Regions from separate parts of the Zea mays genome. Here region 2 is linked to region 1. Evidence: chromatin contacts called from public Hi-C data. All regions are on one chromosome and are shown on one strand. The core of a region is the stretch at or near the end of the contact, and the rest is flanking DNA. Distances in the headings are between cores, read along the strand shown.

Region 1 (7,857 bases), core at 3,534-6,033:
AGGGGGAAAAGTGATATAGGGGGAAAAATTTAGCGCTAACGGTTGCGGATAGCCTGAACGTCAAAAGGTGTTCCTATTGCCACTATTTAAGGGGAGGGGGAGAGGAGATGTGATGTGAACCGTTGAAGCTAGTCTTAGGGGGTGTTTGGTTCTGTGGACTAAAGTTTAGCCTGGGTCACATCAAGCGTTTGACTTTCAAATAGGAGTATAAATATAGACCCAACCAACTGTACTAGATTCGTCTCACTTTTTAATCTTCGGCTGAGAAATTAGTTTTATAATCCGACTACATTTAATACTCCGAACGGAGGTTCAAACATTCGATATGATAGGGGCTAAATTTTAGCAGGGGCAAACCAAACACCCCCTTACTACTACTACAAAGCATGTCTGCCTGACTATCAAGGCGCCAGCATACGGCGACATGCCTTTTCTTTTAGCCCTCTTTTTTTTCTTTCTGCTTTCCTCTATTTTTTACTTCTTTATTTTTCCTTTTTCGCCGCCGCCGATCGGAATAGAAACACGCCGCGATGTGTGCCGGCGATCACGGCATATATACGGCGCGCTGCAAGCTATAGGTAGGGATTACCCTTTTTCTTTTACCTTTTTACTGGTTTTATGATATGGCAAGGAAGCGTGAAGGAGCATCATCATTGTCGCTACTGTTAGTATTAATTAACCTTGTGTTTTCAACCAAATAAATAAAGTACTGTGGTTGCAGAATCGTGGAATGTCGACTCAAACCGTTATGTACGTACATACTACTTGCTCGGCCCAATCTGTAAACACTTCACCTAAATGGGCCAACAAACTGTGGACCAGGCTCTCACGGCCCTGTCAACAAATAATACGCTGCTCCGAGGCTACGACAAGTCCCATCCCTTTTCGTCCTAAATTACTATTCGTTTTTAGCTTTTAGTTTTTATGTCTATATTCGAGTAGATAATAATGAATATAGATTATATGGATCCAATAAAAAGCTAAAACAAATTTTAATTTGGTACATAAAGAGTAAGTTGTTGTAGTTGATTTTAGCTAGATTAAATTAACTAACAACTAATAGCTATTTGAGAGATGTAACCTGCAATTAGCTAATCTATTAGCGGATCCGTTCTCTCTTAGCTAGTTTTATCTGTTAATTATTAGTTTTAGAGGTTTGAAAATATGGTCTAAATCTACTAGAAAGTGCAGACTAGTCTTATGTTACAAAGCTTTAATCATCTTTTTTTTATATATCCACGTCGGGCTGAGGTCGCCGGCGGGGTCGGCCCGGCCGAGAGTGAGAATTCCAAATGTATCATATAATACGCCCTAGTTTCTCAAGCAGAATCAACGAGGATATCCTCATATCCCCTCCATTCTTCCCTCATAGTATTTATCTACACAACAACAACAACAACAACAACAAAAAACACACACAAAGAAAAGAAAGTGACCACCACACCAGACGGAATATGATATTCCGATTCCGATTCTTCTGGCCTGAACATTGCGTTGTCCGGTTGCGCACACCAGTACCACCCTCTCCGTCGAGAGCGACAGGCAGGCCGCCGATGCATCGACGGCGGCGAATATTCAGAGCTCGCGGCCCCGCCTCGTTCGTCCGTCCATCCATCCACCCAAGGACGATTCCAAAAGTCTTCGTCTCTGTCGCTGTGCACTGCCGCCTTTCCTCCGCCTGCGAGTAATTAAAGAACAAGAGGGGGGATTTCACGGGGATCCGTCCTCTGATCTGGGTGCGTCTTTGGTCCGCCATGCAGGGAGGGGACCGGCACGTTCGTACGGTCCAGCGACAGCGACAGCGACGGCGAGCTCGAGTTGGAATCCTGCCAAGAAACTGTTTCGCATTGTCAGCACTCAGCAGCGAGCTAGTAGTATTAACAATGCTGATCAAGGACCGGTGAGACGCTAACGAATGGACCGAGCCAGTGACTGACGGAGGAGGAAGAAGAGAAATGCCTCGAGATTATCCTCCCCCGGCTTATGTATACAAGCATTACTCTCTGACCGGCAGCGACAGGGATGGCATGGCTTCCGTGCTCGTGCTCCGTCAGCTCAGAGCCCAGATAATTCCTTTTTCTTCTTCTGTATATCTATATTATCTCTGTAAAAAAGAAGAGAAACCGGCTTCTGTTGCTTTATCCAAACACTACTGGTAGACGGTACAGTAGAGAGCTAGAGATTTTTTTTTACGTGCTGTTGATGATGGTGAACAGCAGAGGAGCAGGAGCAACCCTCTTGGTTGGTTGTTCAATGGTGGAATCGGGTTCTTTTCTTATTGAGATCTCTTTCTTCTTTGCTGCTCTTTCAGTTAGATAGACCTGAACGATACGTGCAGATGCTAATTAGGAAGTGTTTGAATGTATTAAAGCTAATAGTTAGTTAGCTAAAAATTACTTATAAAATTAGCGAGCTAACAAATAGCTAGTTAACTATTAAATAATTTAATAAAAATAGCTGGTAATTAAACTAATAGTTAGAATGTTTAAATGTCTTAAACTAATTTTAGCCACTAAATATTATCTCTAGTTCATTCAAAAAAACCTCTTACCAACCACATTACAGCCTGAGTAGCATGTACTCCTGCAACGATTCAACTTTTCAACCGGACTGTTCGTTCCGAGACGAACAGCGGAAGCAACATTTTGTTCAACGGCAACAAGAAGGCGAAGATGGTAATCGTCTAATCGACAACAACGGGTATGGGTGAACTCTCTCGGGGCGAAAACTGTAGCTCTGCCCCCAGAGCATGGATTAACAAGCCGCAAAACTGTAGCTAGTATCTCTTTCTCTTTGGGATGTACAAACCCGACGACGAAGCACCATCAGTTCTGATCTCGAGCGCTCAAGGCCCGCTCTCATCTCATCCCATCTCACTGTATGTATGTATGTATGTGTACAGACAGCTACACTACACTCAATTCCCCTCCCGATTCCTGAAGCTGCAACTGGTGGCCTCCGCCATGGCCCATGGCGATCCCCACCATGCCAAGAAACCTCCCTCCCCTCTCTAAACAGTGAACACACATTGGTGGCGCAGCAGCAGCAGCAGCAGCCTCTTCATCATTTCCAGCCATAGCTCTCGGACCGGCCGTCTTCCTCCTCGCAGCTGGCGGTGGCGGCGGACGAGACGGCGGCCACCGAGGTGGACAGGTGGTGGAGGGGGCCGTGGGGAGATCCAGACTGAGGGCTGCCTTGCTCCTGGGGAATCCACAGCCCTCCCACGAGCACGATCGGCTGGCGCACCACGCCGGATCCAGGCGCCCTGCGGTTGTGCAGCCGGTATTTCTGAATAAACATCGGAATTAGAGAATCCATTTCAGCAACCATCAAAACAACAGATATTCGTGACTTCCTGAGATGGATGAATGGAATGCCAAGTGGACTGAGCTGCTGCTGGATCGCTAACCTGAAGATGGCTTTTCACTTCGTCGTTTGTCAGCCCATCCACCTTCATCAGCTCCCTGATTTGCTTCGGCGTGGCAACTGCAGGCATGGCGTAGCATGAATGAACTCAATGTTTCTTTCTAATATAATATGGAAGGCAGCTAGCAACTAGGTAAGATTGGACGTGTGTGTTGGTGGCCCAAAACTGGCAAGAAATTCTGGTGAACTGGCATCCGAAGAACAAGGCAAGGCTCACCTTGGGGGCCACCGAGCTGATCCAAGGCGGCGACGAACTTGCGATGCAGCTCCGTCGACCAGCAACGCCGAGCCTTCCTTGCCTGCTGCTGCTGCTGCTGCTGCTGCTGCGACTGGAGCCCAAGCGCAGGGGCAGACGGCGCCATGGCAGCCGCCCTGGCCGCAGCTTGCGCAAATCCCACAACCTGGCGACGGCTCTCCTCGGCGCCGGCGTCCGCAGGAGGCATGGTCGCCGGCGGCGACAGCAAGGACGACAGATCCGGCACCCCGACGCGCGCAGCCGCAGCCTTGTCGTCCGTTCTCAAGAAGAGCGGCGCGAACGCCGGCGCGCCAGAGCCCACATCAGCCTTGAACGGTAAGAGAGCGCCGCGGGACCTGGCCTCCGGCGAGCACCGCCCCTTGTCTTGCTTCTGCGATCGCAAAGCTCCAAAACTTTTAGGCCCACCGACGAATCGAGCACCCGACAGCACCCCCACAGATCCTGTGCTGACTGAGCATTCAAGCAGCTGCACCAGCGATCGAATCGTGCCGTACCTCTGATTCCGCGTCCTCCCGCCCGGAATCGCCCGTCCAGAGCTGCGCCGTGCTCATCCACTTGCTCTTGTCCGCGGTGGCGCCGTCCGCCTCCTCCTCCTCATCATCAGCTGCCGCAGACGCCAGCCTGCGATCACTCCTCCTCCTCGTCGTCGTCTTCTTCTTCCCCGCCTCCTCCTTCATGACATCAATTACTGCGCACACGCCACCGCATCGCCGCATAAAAAAAACCGCTCCCCAAAATGGAAAGAAGCAGAAGGTATCCCAAATGAATCACAGGTGGGAAAAATAAAAAAGAGAGAGACAGAAGAGAGGAGAAGAGGTAGGTGCGCTCACCGTCGGCGAGGAGGCGCGCGCAGAGCGGGAGGTCCCGCTTGAACATCTCGATCTTACCCCGCTCCTCCTCGAGGCGGCGGATGCATGCGTCCATGTCCGGCGCCGGCGTGTCGTCCTTGCTCTGCCTCACGGCCTTGGAGGCGAAGTGCCTCAGATCCAGGCTCAAATCGGCGCCCATCCCGATCTCCATGACGTCGAGCCCCATCGTCGCGATGAATCCGTCGACGGTGGTGTCCTGTGTGCCCGAAGGAAGAAGTGCGCGGGCGGCGGATGGGAACGGAGGGAGGCCGCGGAAGGTGAGCTCCATTTATAGGGGAGCCGAGCAGGCGAGGAAAAAAACTGGAGATGGAGTGGTAGAATCTCCGAATCAACAACGACGAGTTTTCACGTCCGAAAGAATATTTTGTAATAAAGCCCCTATATTTGCAGTCTATTGTAAAATTAGTGCTATGCCTACTAGCATAATAACAAAAACGTTTGGCTAATATTTGGTAAAAATATCTCAATGCATCCTACAGCCCATTGCTGGTTTTCGGTCTCGCTTTCACTTGAAAAATCGCGTGAACGATTGTTTCTCTTTTAGTCGTAATAAAAGCATACGACAAAGCTTTTGCCCATCGTTCTAGAGGAAACAACTTAATATGAATCTAATATATTATTTGTCACAGAGGAAGCACTTTATTTTTGTAGGATAATTTCAAATTAGTACTATATTTGCTCATATACGTAACAATGGTCGGCCAAGATTTCGTATATCCTGGCTGAACTTCGGGTTCATTTTCAAATCAAAACCAGGATTAAGCTTGTTTTTTTTACTCCTAATAAAAACCCACGACGAAGCTTCTTTCACTATTTTAGATTTTTTCCCAGATTTAGTACATTATCTGTTGTAAGGGAAAACCGTTTGTGTTTGTAGAACTTTTTTAGTTTAGGAGTATACTTCCTATTATAATTTATAATAAAGGTTTTGATAACTTTTCATAGACGGGACGTACTGATTTTTGGGCTCAATTTCATCACAAAACCTAGATCAAGCCTGATTCTTTTATTACTTCTAATAAAAATCTACAGCGAGCCTTTTTGTCGTTATTCCGTGGAAAAAACTTTTACAACTAGTACACTTTGTTTTTTAAGAAAACTCCTTTGTGTGTATGATATATATAATAATTTAGTACTAAATTGATCTTTTTAATAAAGGTTTAGTTGGTGTTTCAGAAATAAAATATAATGATGCATTAACCGATTTTTAGGTTTAGTTTCATCTCAAAACCTAAACCAAACTTGGTTCTAATTACTCCTAATAAAAACCTAGAACAAAGCTTCTATTGTCGTTTTGGAAAACCAAACTTTTATAAATTTAGTACATTATATGTCATATAGGAAAACCCTATGTTTCTAGGATATAGTAAATCTAGTACTATATTTTCTCTTGTAACAGAGGTTCAGCTAACATTATATAAACAAGTCCAATTCATAGTCTTTTGCACAATAATAATAAAAGGTCTGGTTGACATTTGATAAATTAGTCCAATACATCTAGTCCATTAGTGAGTTTTTTAGGCTTAGTTTCACCTAAGAAACTAGGTCATCTATTGTTTCTCTTTTAGTTATAATAAAAGCATACGACAAAACTTTTGTCGTTTTTTTTCTAAAAGAAACAACATATTATGAATTTAGTACTTGTCATAGAGGAAGTTCCTTTGTTTTTTAGGACAATTTTAATTTTGTACTATATTTGATCATTTATGTAACAATGGTTGTCTAATATTTTGCAAGCAAGTTTCATGAAGTTACGGCTGGATTTCGGGCTCAGTTTCATCTCAAAACCTGGATCAAGCTCGGTTCTTTTTACCCCTATTAAAAACCTACAACGAAGCATCTGTCACTATTTTAGAAAGAAGTCTTTTATAGATTTAGTACACTATTTGTAAAGGAAGACCCCTTGTGTTTGTAGGATAGTTTTAATTTAGTACTATACTTGCCCTTGTAAAAAAGGTTTTGCTAACTTTTGATAAATAGGACTTAAGATATATTAGCCAATTTCCGGGCTCGGTTTCATATCAAAACCTAGATCAAGCTTGTTTCTTTAATGACTTCTAATAAAAACATATGACGAAGCTTCTGTCTTTAGGAAAACAACCTTTTATAACTAGTACACTAGTTGTTATATAGGAAAATTCCTTGTGTTTGTATGGTATTTTAATTTAGTACCCCTCCATCCCAAAATAAAATTAGTTTTACCTTTTTAGCCAATTCATAAAATAATTATATATTTGTTTTATATATGTATCTAGATTTATCACCATTCATTTGAATATAGACATAAAAATAAAGAGATAAAACAACTAATATTTTAAAACGGATGGAATACTAAATTGCTCTTCTAACAAAGGTTTGGCTAGCATTTCATAAACAAAATCTAATGACACATTAACCAATTTTTAGGATCGGTTTCATCTCAAAACCTAAATCAAACTTGGTTCTTTTTTACCCCTAATAAAAACCTACAAATAAAAGATGAGAGATACCTTTTTTAAAAAAACTTTTCCTTGATTGTGCGTCTGTTTAGATAAAAGGTAAGAGATATTTTTAAAAAACAAATAAATAAATATATCGATCATGTCGTCACCGTGATGTGCTTCAAGTTTTAAAATGAAAAACGTTTCCTCTATCAAAACGCTGGTCATCTCGTGGTCAAGGTCCGAATCTACGACCGTCGACATAAACTTCTCTTCTGCTTGGATGTAAGTAGTCCCGGTTGGCAACGGATTAATTAAAAAATAAACAGTGTCTATAGGAATTAGTCGTTTTAGATTTGTCTTAAGTCAATCAATAACAACTTTGACCCATTATACCTAATATTTCATAAGATTTTACAACATAAAAGTATAGTTAATAGATTTATCATGACTTGAACTACTATAATATATAATTCTTTTAGTTTAGAATAATTTAATCCTATATATTGTTGATCAAAATTTAAATAGTCTAACTTAGGACATATCCAAAACGGCTAAATCATGTGGATGGAGGAGGGGTACAAAACTTTTACTCCGGTGATCAGTGGAATTTAAACAAAAAATCTTGTATATTATTTTGCGTGTAGTTTTTTTCCCCACCTCACTTACATAGCACATATATAGCTATAGATGATATACTTTTTTAACTGATCCATAAAAGATCATTTAGTCCTGTCCTTTTTTAAACTGATCCCTGTAAGATAATTTAGTTCTGTTTAATAACACCAATTCAGAACAAAGAATCGTCCATATTACTCTGAGTTAGTGTTGATAATCAGATGTATATAAAAGCGGGCAATGCTAACAAGTAACAACGCAAACAATA
Region 2 (7,857 bases), core at 3,558-6,057, 140 kb after region 1:
TTGCCTTAGGATGAGATCCTTCTGTGTGAATATATACTTCAATTTTTTTGATCTATGTATACTTGACACTTGGTTCCCATAATATAATGTCTCCAAATCTTAAGCGCATGCACAACGGCTGCCAGTTCTAAGTCATGAGTGGGGTAGTTCAACTCTTGTTTCCGCAACTGTCGAGACACGTAGTCGGTCACATGTCCTTCTTGCATGAGCACACATCTTAAGCCTTGGCCACATGCATCACAATAAATGTCAAATCCTTTTCGTAGATCCGGCATAACCAACACTGGTGGTGACATCAATCTCTTCTTTAATTGATCAAAGCTGTCTTGGCACTTCTCGTCCCACTTAAACTCTCTTTCCTTCTCCAGAAGTGAGGTGATAGACTTAGCAATCTTAGCAAATCCTTCAATAAATCTCCGGTAATATCCTGCAAGTCCAAAGAAACTTCGGACCTCTGTAACTGTAGTGGGTATGCTCCACACCACTGTCCCCTTGACTTTAGCAAGATCCACTGATATTCCTCCATGATATGTTCAAGGAATGGCATCTCGTCAATCCAGAACTCGCATTTGTTGTACTTGGCATAGAGTTGATTATCTCGTCGCTTCTGTAGCACCAATCTCAGATATTTCTCATGATCACTATCACTCTTGGAACAAATAAGAGTATCGTCGATGAAAACCACGACGAATCTATCCAAATCATGAACACCTTATTCTTCAGATCCATAAAATAGGTTGGTGCATTAGTTGGTCCAAATGACATAACGGTAAACTCATATAAACCATATCAGGTCGAAAATCCGTCTTGGAATTATCCGATGGCCTAATCTTCATTTGATGGTAACCCGATCGAAGATCAATCTTCGAGAATACCCTAGCATCTCTCATCTGATCAAATAAATCCTCAATGCAGGGTAACGGGTACTTGTTCTTCACGATAACATCATTAAGGGACCTATAATCCACACACATCCGATGTGATCCGTCCTTATTTTGTACAAACAGAACTATTGCTCCCCAAGGTGAGGAACTCGGACGTATGTACCCAGCCTCTTGTAATTCCGTTAACTGCTTCTTCAGTCCCTTTAACTCTTCTAGAGACATCTTGTATGGCCATTTAGATATAGGAGCAGTTCCAGGTAGAAGATCAATTACAAACTCAACTTTCCTATCTGGTGGCATCCCTAATAACTCCTCTGGAAAGACATCCGGAATATCCCTAACTGCACGGATGTTGTCGCCAACAAACTTCCCATCTACTAAGATGCCACTAATCTGATGGCGGTAGTTACTGCAATTTCAACTTCAAATCTTTCTTCTTTGGAACTGGTGAGTTCTACGGTTCCCTTAGCACAATGTATATATTGTCTTTGCCTTTCTTAACCATGACATACCAAGGATCACGTCTATAGTGCTCTCTTCTAACACTATAGGGGTAGTCCATCTGGGTTAGAAATACAGGGTAAGAAAGAAAGAATTGTAGACAAGGCGAGTAATTGCGACGAATGTTACTGCGGGGGATTTAATAGCTAAGTAGATTAATGTGTTATCCACTAAAGCTAATACATTACCTTATGGTGGTACATGCTAAGATGCCCAAATATTATGTTTCAATCAATCAAAGAAGCAAATCAAGCATTTATCATCAGAACAATCAACCAACATTTTTTTAATAGAGAAGAATTTTTTTGTCTTAGGTCTCCTATCTCTTAAAAAACATAAATGTAGGATTCCAAGGTATGAAATCCATCTTGTCTTAGAACAGAAAAGATGAGAGTAATCAGAATATGATAGCAAAAGGTGAGACAGGATCAAGATAAGATAAGTATAGAATGACTCAGAGTAAGATAAGTGGATAAGGGTTTGTCCATTTCTATCTAGATTTCGTCCTACAGTCAACATTTCCTCTGATACCACTTCTGTCACACCCGAGCTTTAAGGAACAAAGCTAGGTGCATCTCATACATGCGCCAAGAAGACAACATATATAATAACAGAGAGTATAGAAATAAATGTCATAATACAATCAGAGTACTTATTACATAGCAGAAGTCTTACATAATAAAAGATAAATATACAAGGATCGAACTAAAATCCATCCTTGGCGCCAGAAAGTCAACTGGGAGACGACGACCTAGACCTCTCACGAACACAGCGCACATCCACCATGCGCCACCTCCAGTGATACCTATTCTTGACCTGTGGGGGGTGTGAGACAGCAAGGGTGAGCTCACACATGTTCATCGCTCAACAAGTTGTGGGGAATAATGTGGCACGAACTCACCAAAGGTGGAAGTTCATGTGATGTGTAAGGCTAGTCAATGACAAGGGTTAAAGCTGAGCATTGCTTTTAATTAGTTGGTCAAAATTTTATTAGCAGTTACTAAGTGTAAGTAAATATCAAACCTTAAATAAAGTAATAGAACAAAATTAATAACAAACCCATGCAAATGCAAATGACAAATTGAGTTTAGGTTCCATAATTTAATCATCGGAGAGTCCTGAGCCGCTCATGACCGTGAGCTCGGCTAGTATACCAGTTTTACACTCTGCAGAGGTTGTACCCTTTACCCACAAGTCGTGTTTCCCATGTCGCCAGGGCTAGCTAGACCCTTAGACACTACCGAGGTGAATGGCTAGGGATCCACTACGAGGCCTTTACAAAGTTCCACTAGCTTCCGAAAACCCGCTACAGTTTATGGGAAGAGCACTTGCAAGCATCCCCCGTCTGACCGCCATCGCAGCAAATCAACCCGAGAACCTCCTTGCATGCAACTCCCCTACTGCCCTTGCCCCTTTCGGGTAAGGTAGTCTTCCACTAGCTTTCCTAATTAGTTAGCCAAGGGGTCCCATTCCTCCCTTGTGGTGGCACGTGTTTCTCAAGTTAAGCTCCATGTTCCAATTAACAATAACATAATGATCTTGACATGAACATAAATAGAATAACAAAATAACTGGAACATGGATATAATTAAATATTAACCCAAAACCATGTAAAGCAATAGCATAACTACCCATATGATTCAGGGGTAAACAAGGTAAAATGGATAAACAGACTAGGGTGACCTATTGGGTCCCATCAAAATTAAACCTATGCATGATAAATGATTATAAAGAACATTATTGGGTAACAAAAGTGAATCAAGGGCACAACTTTCCTGGCACTTAAGATTCTAGGTACCAACTTGCCTTACAGATGACACACGTCCTCACTGCTAAACGTACCAATACAAACAAACATGTATGGGCAAAATTAACATTACATCAAACATAAGATCAAACTGCATAAAATAATCTACGTGACGTTACGAGATCGTAGAAACAAGAACCACTAAATTCGGAGTTGCGGTTACCAAGTTATGAATTTCGGAAATTATTTAGTGCTTAGAATAGATTAATCCAAATGAATAATTTTAATTCAAGTTTCACAGCTAAACAATATTACTAGTTGGTAGACAATATTAATACAAAATTATTGCAACTGGAATGACTCAATTTGGAGCTAAAATGAATTATATATGAATTATACAAGTTTCTAGTATTGTTTTTGTATTAAAAATCATTTTCTATACTTAATTTTTTATTTTTATTGGTCTCTGGACTGGGCCTCAAATACCGTGAAGCGCAGGGGCTCTGGTGAAAAAGAGTACAAGACTCAGGCTATCACTGGACTGGACCGTGGGTTAATTTTGTAAAAGTAGAGGGGCTCAAATGCGAACTGGGCACGGCGAAGGGGTATGGGGAAATTAGAGTCGTTGGATCAACAATCTAAGGCGTGGATTAGATTCGATCACATAAGTGAACTGGCTTCCATTCAACCGCATGATCTCCAATCTACGGTCAATATTAAACCATCGAAGCGGTACAGGTACATCTAATCGTGGCCGCCCGAGATGGAATCAACGGAACAGATCATGCCACAGAACTAGCAGTACTAGAATCAATCCTAGCCCTAAGATACGCATCCGACGGCCACCATCTATCCAGTCATTCCCCCACCGTGACCCTAGCGGCGCTTCGAGCATCGGCAGCGGCGCCATGGCCGGCGATCAGCCCGAAGGCAAACCGCGCGCTAAAACTCCTAACCGAAGGAAGCAACGCGTATCAGGAACAATAGGGTACTTGTGAGGAAGATGATTACCGGAAGTTAGGAACTACGCAGAGCTGCCCACGGCGAACGGCGGACCCGCGGCGGAGGCGCTTCACCGATGAGCAATCATAGAGGCACAGAGGGAGCTCCCATCCAATCAATGCTACAAACTCCTTCACGGGAACTAGGCGGAGCTCCCCAACCGGTTTTCGGGGACCCAGCACTGGTGATCACGTGAATCACCCGCGGCGACCCATCTCTCTCATCCCAATCGCGAGCTCACAGCAGGCGCAAACTCCCATTGTTCCTGGCGGCGGTACGACGGGGTTGCGAGGAAAATACCAGAGCGCAAGAGCAGGGGAAGGGTAGGTGCTGGAGGGAAGGCTTTATACCGCGCGTGGTTGAGATCGTGGTGAAAGAGCCACGGTGGTTGCCGCGATCCCCGGCGCGAGCTCGCCCACATCCGTTGCGCCAAATTTGGCCGAGATTGCCAACGACCAGGGGACTGGGGCGAGGTTACCGACGAGTACTCCGGCGGTCACGGGGAATCAGTTAGGGATTAGCTGAGGGAGCACCGGGATGCCGCCGCCAATTTCAACGCGCCGCCGCAACGATCCAGCAAGAAACACGGGAGGAAGACGGTCCTCCCAACCCGACCCCACGTGCAAGTGACCAAGGGAGAGATGGCTGACCGCCAGGGCTCGCCTGTCGGCACCTGTTGTTGGTTGCTGGATGGCTGCGCGGGAGAAAGGCCTAGATGGGCCGTGTAGAGGAATAGGAGGTGGGCCAGTCAAGAGGAATGCGGCCCAGGTGGGGTTTCTCATTTTTCTTTTCTTTTTCTATATCCTTTTCAAATTTTAAATTCAATTCAAATTTAATTCACGTTTTGAACTCATTGGTTTCCAAATATTGAGCATACACCTACACCAAAATACAACATCTACTATTTTTTATATTATTATTTATTGTTTTCATTGTCATTTATTTATGGATGGAATAAATGGTTTTTATTGGAAATTCCTTTTTCTCTTTTTCTCCTTTCATGTTTTCATTTTAAATTGGAGGTCTTATTTGTGTTGTCCATAAAATTCATTACCACAAAACTATTTGGCAAGAGGTCATCCTTTCTTTATCCATTTATTAGTTACTTAACTAATTTAATGTCATTCATTGATCATGAATACGAAAGGCCCTTATAATTCTCCAAGATTTCAAAGGTTCCAAACACTATCCTAGATATTTTTTTTGTTTTCTTTATTTATGACATATATATACATTTTTTTCCTCTACCAAATTTTGGGCCTTACACTGTGCTTGTAAAAAGATAGGAGAGAAATCAGTAGCAATATCGATTGTGTTTTTTTTCTGGCAAGTGAATCAAGTCAATTTTCTCAACTGCTTAGTCCGCTTCTGCTTATCTAAGCATATTGCAGGCTACTCTCATTGACAAGAGCTACCATTTCCAAAAGCAAAAGATCCGAACAAGTGGATTGCACATGCATGCAGCAACTATTTCACACATATCTTAAACGAACATATAAATAGAAAAATTGCACATGCATGCAACAACTATTTCATCTCACCACTATATATAGAGAAACAATACCCTGCATTACGGACATGTTGTTGGACAGAGTATACTAGAATTACTCCGACTTCGAAGGAGTCAATGAGTCAAAAGCAAGTGACCACCCACAACAATTTTGAAACTTTATCTATTGCCATTAGTCCAACCGCAGCAAGTGATCAACTGTGTCGTTTTGCTATATGCAAGCAACAGGAATGAAGATTGAAGACCAATGTCACTCCGCTACATCGTTCAATCAATACCTCGATATAGGACAATTTACAGTATACATGCACGTAATGTAGTGAGGCCACCTTCTGCTTCATCACATACATCCACATGTTTAGTGCTTCTTAGGATTTTAGGGAAATATTTGTATTGTCTCGGATGATTGGTGTGTGGTATGGTAATAGCATATCTTTGATATTTTCTGAAGAGTCGTCTGAATCAACAGTCTTACTTATCCTACCAAGTTAGTGCACTCTCAAGAATAGCACAAGGATCTCAAATTTCTGATACTAACTCCATCGAGGTACCTTCTCCTAGAGATCCATGATTGAGCCATTTCTTTCTGCAACAACAATGGCACATTCCAAATTTCTCAATGTCTTAATAATCGATATGCTCAAGTCCTAATAGGCATTGAGATACAAAATCAAGTTCAGAAATGTAACTTCAGAGCTGACCGAATCTTGCTTGTTTCTTCCAGCTTCCTTGTATCATGTGGCTCAAGGTTTACAAGCCCAAACGGTTCGACCTTTCATGCTTCATCAACTGGGTAAGAACTACGAAACATACACAGGTGGTTGTTGCTGGAGTCTGGAGACTTGTGTGCGATATACCAAGAAAAAAATGCATGTTCCCATCAAGGACGAGCACGATCGAGGACGAGGTGGCTGGAACTCGTGGAGGTGCCAGTTGGAGACGCGGATGACCTCGATCTAACGGCAGGACAACATTACCAGATCTAACGTGTTTCTACGTTCCTGCTGTAGTTTTGCACCGTATGATTCCACTTTAAATCTATATCTATATCTAAAGGTCGTGATACATAAAAGAAAACTCGCTCTTTTATAGTATATAAAAATCTTACATATTATAATGTCTATATTTGCAAAAAAGGTCTCTACACATTGAGGGTTAATTCTTGGACTAGGAGCGCATATTATGTGCATCTATCTACAACGCACGGGGGACTGGCTGACAATGACAAGTGGGGCTACATCGACAGGTGGGGCTGCATCTTCTTTGGCGCGCCGCTGCCTGGAAACTTGCTTCGTCCCGGAAACTTGCTCCGCGAGCGTGGTATCCACCGGTGCCCGGCGGCCATCGGCAGCTGCAGCCCTGCCGCCAAAGAAGATACCATATATATGCTCCATTTGGATGCCATGATCTACAATTTAGCCATTAAACTTTAGAGTTGATTTGGTGACAAGGGGATTAGGAGATGAGAAAGAAATAAACTATAAATTCTTCCTCAATTTTCTCCAATCCTTCCGTGATCCCCTTGCCACTAAATTAACCCTTATTAGGGCGTAAGAATGGGCTCATCAGAATTTACATCTACAATATCTACGTTTATTCAACTATTCTATGTAACAAACATTAACTGTGATACATCGTTCAAGCATTGCTTCAACCACAGGACAATTCGGAGTTTCAGACGCCGCTGCCTGTCAGAAATCACAATACAATTCTGGGCTCCAGCAAAACGGGAAAAAACTACGACCTATGCATGGAAACGCCACAAGCAGCAACCGCAATGTTTGCAAATTGCAATAGGTTTGCAAGAACGGTCACGAGCCGTCGTCTTGAGTCTTCCTCCTCCTCTTGGCCTCGCCGTCGAGGTGCGGCTGGGGGGCGACGACACCCTCGTTGGCTTCCCTGCATGAGTCGATCCACTCGCTGTAGACGTCTATGGGCTCCGTCAGCGCGTGAGCCTTGGTGGCGTAGGACTCCATGCATATGCTGCACTACGCCACGGCGAACGGCCGGTGTTCCTTGAGAAAGATGTCGCACTGGACGCTGCCCGGGTGGCTGCAGAAGGGGCAGGTGAAGTCGGTCTCCAGCTTCGGTGCCAGCTGCTTGGGCTTCGCCGTCATCCTCGACTTCCTCTTCCCCATCGCTAACTCGCTGTCGCTGGTGCTGGTGGTGGTGGTGCTGCTGCTGCTGCTGATAACGACGACGACGACGGATCT

The links. A called contact is a pair of places that touch in the nucleus more often than the background predicts.
Region 2: a contact with region 1 is called in a Hi-C map of leaf, with 3 times the contacts expected there. The contact joins the enhancer-like site here to the promoter of LOC100282329 in region 1. A contact is called at or near these places in 2 of 25 Hi-C or Micro-C datasets (ear and leaf).

The regions. Positions count from the first base shown.
Region 1 is chr7:2,656,040-2,663,896 of Zm-B73-REFERENCE-NAM-5.0, forward strand. LOC100282329 reads right to left here and starts at 4,784. Exons shown (of 5, transcript NM_001371850.1): 1 at 4,513-4,784; 2 at 4,177-4,370; 3 at 3,644-4,052; 4 at 3,410-3,486; 5 at 2,755-3,288. The coding sequence starts at 4,717. The coding sequence ends at 3,064.
Region 2 is chr7:2,793,209-2,801,065 of Zm-B73-REFERENCE-NAM-5.0, forward strand. No RefSeq gene overlaps it. Among protein-coding and RNA genes, the nearest start is that of LOC103633651, 10 kb to the right of the region's middle. Within about 2 kb of position 4,808, at least 17 of the 20 cell types and tissues checked have an H3K27ac peak or open chromatin away from gene starts, as enhancers often do. A contact at or near this core is called in ear and leaf, where this site is marked.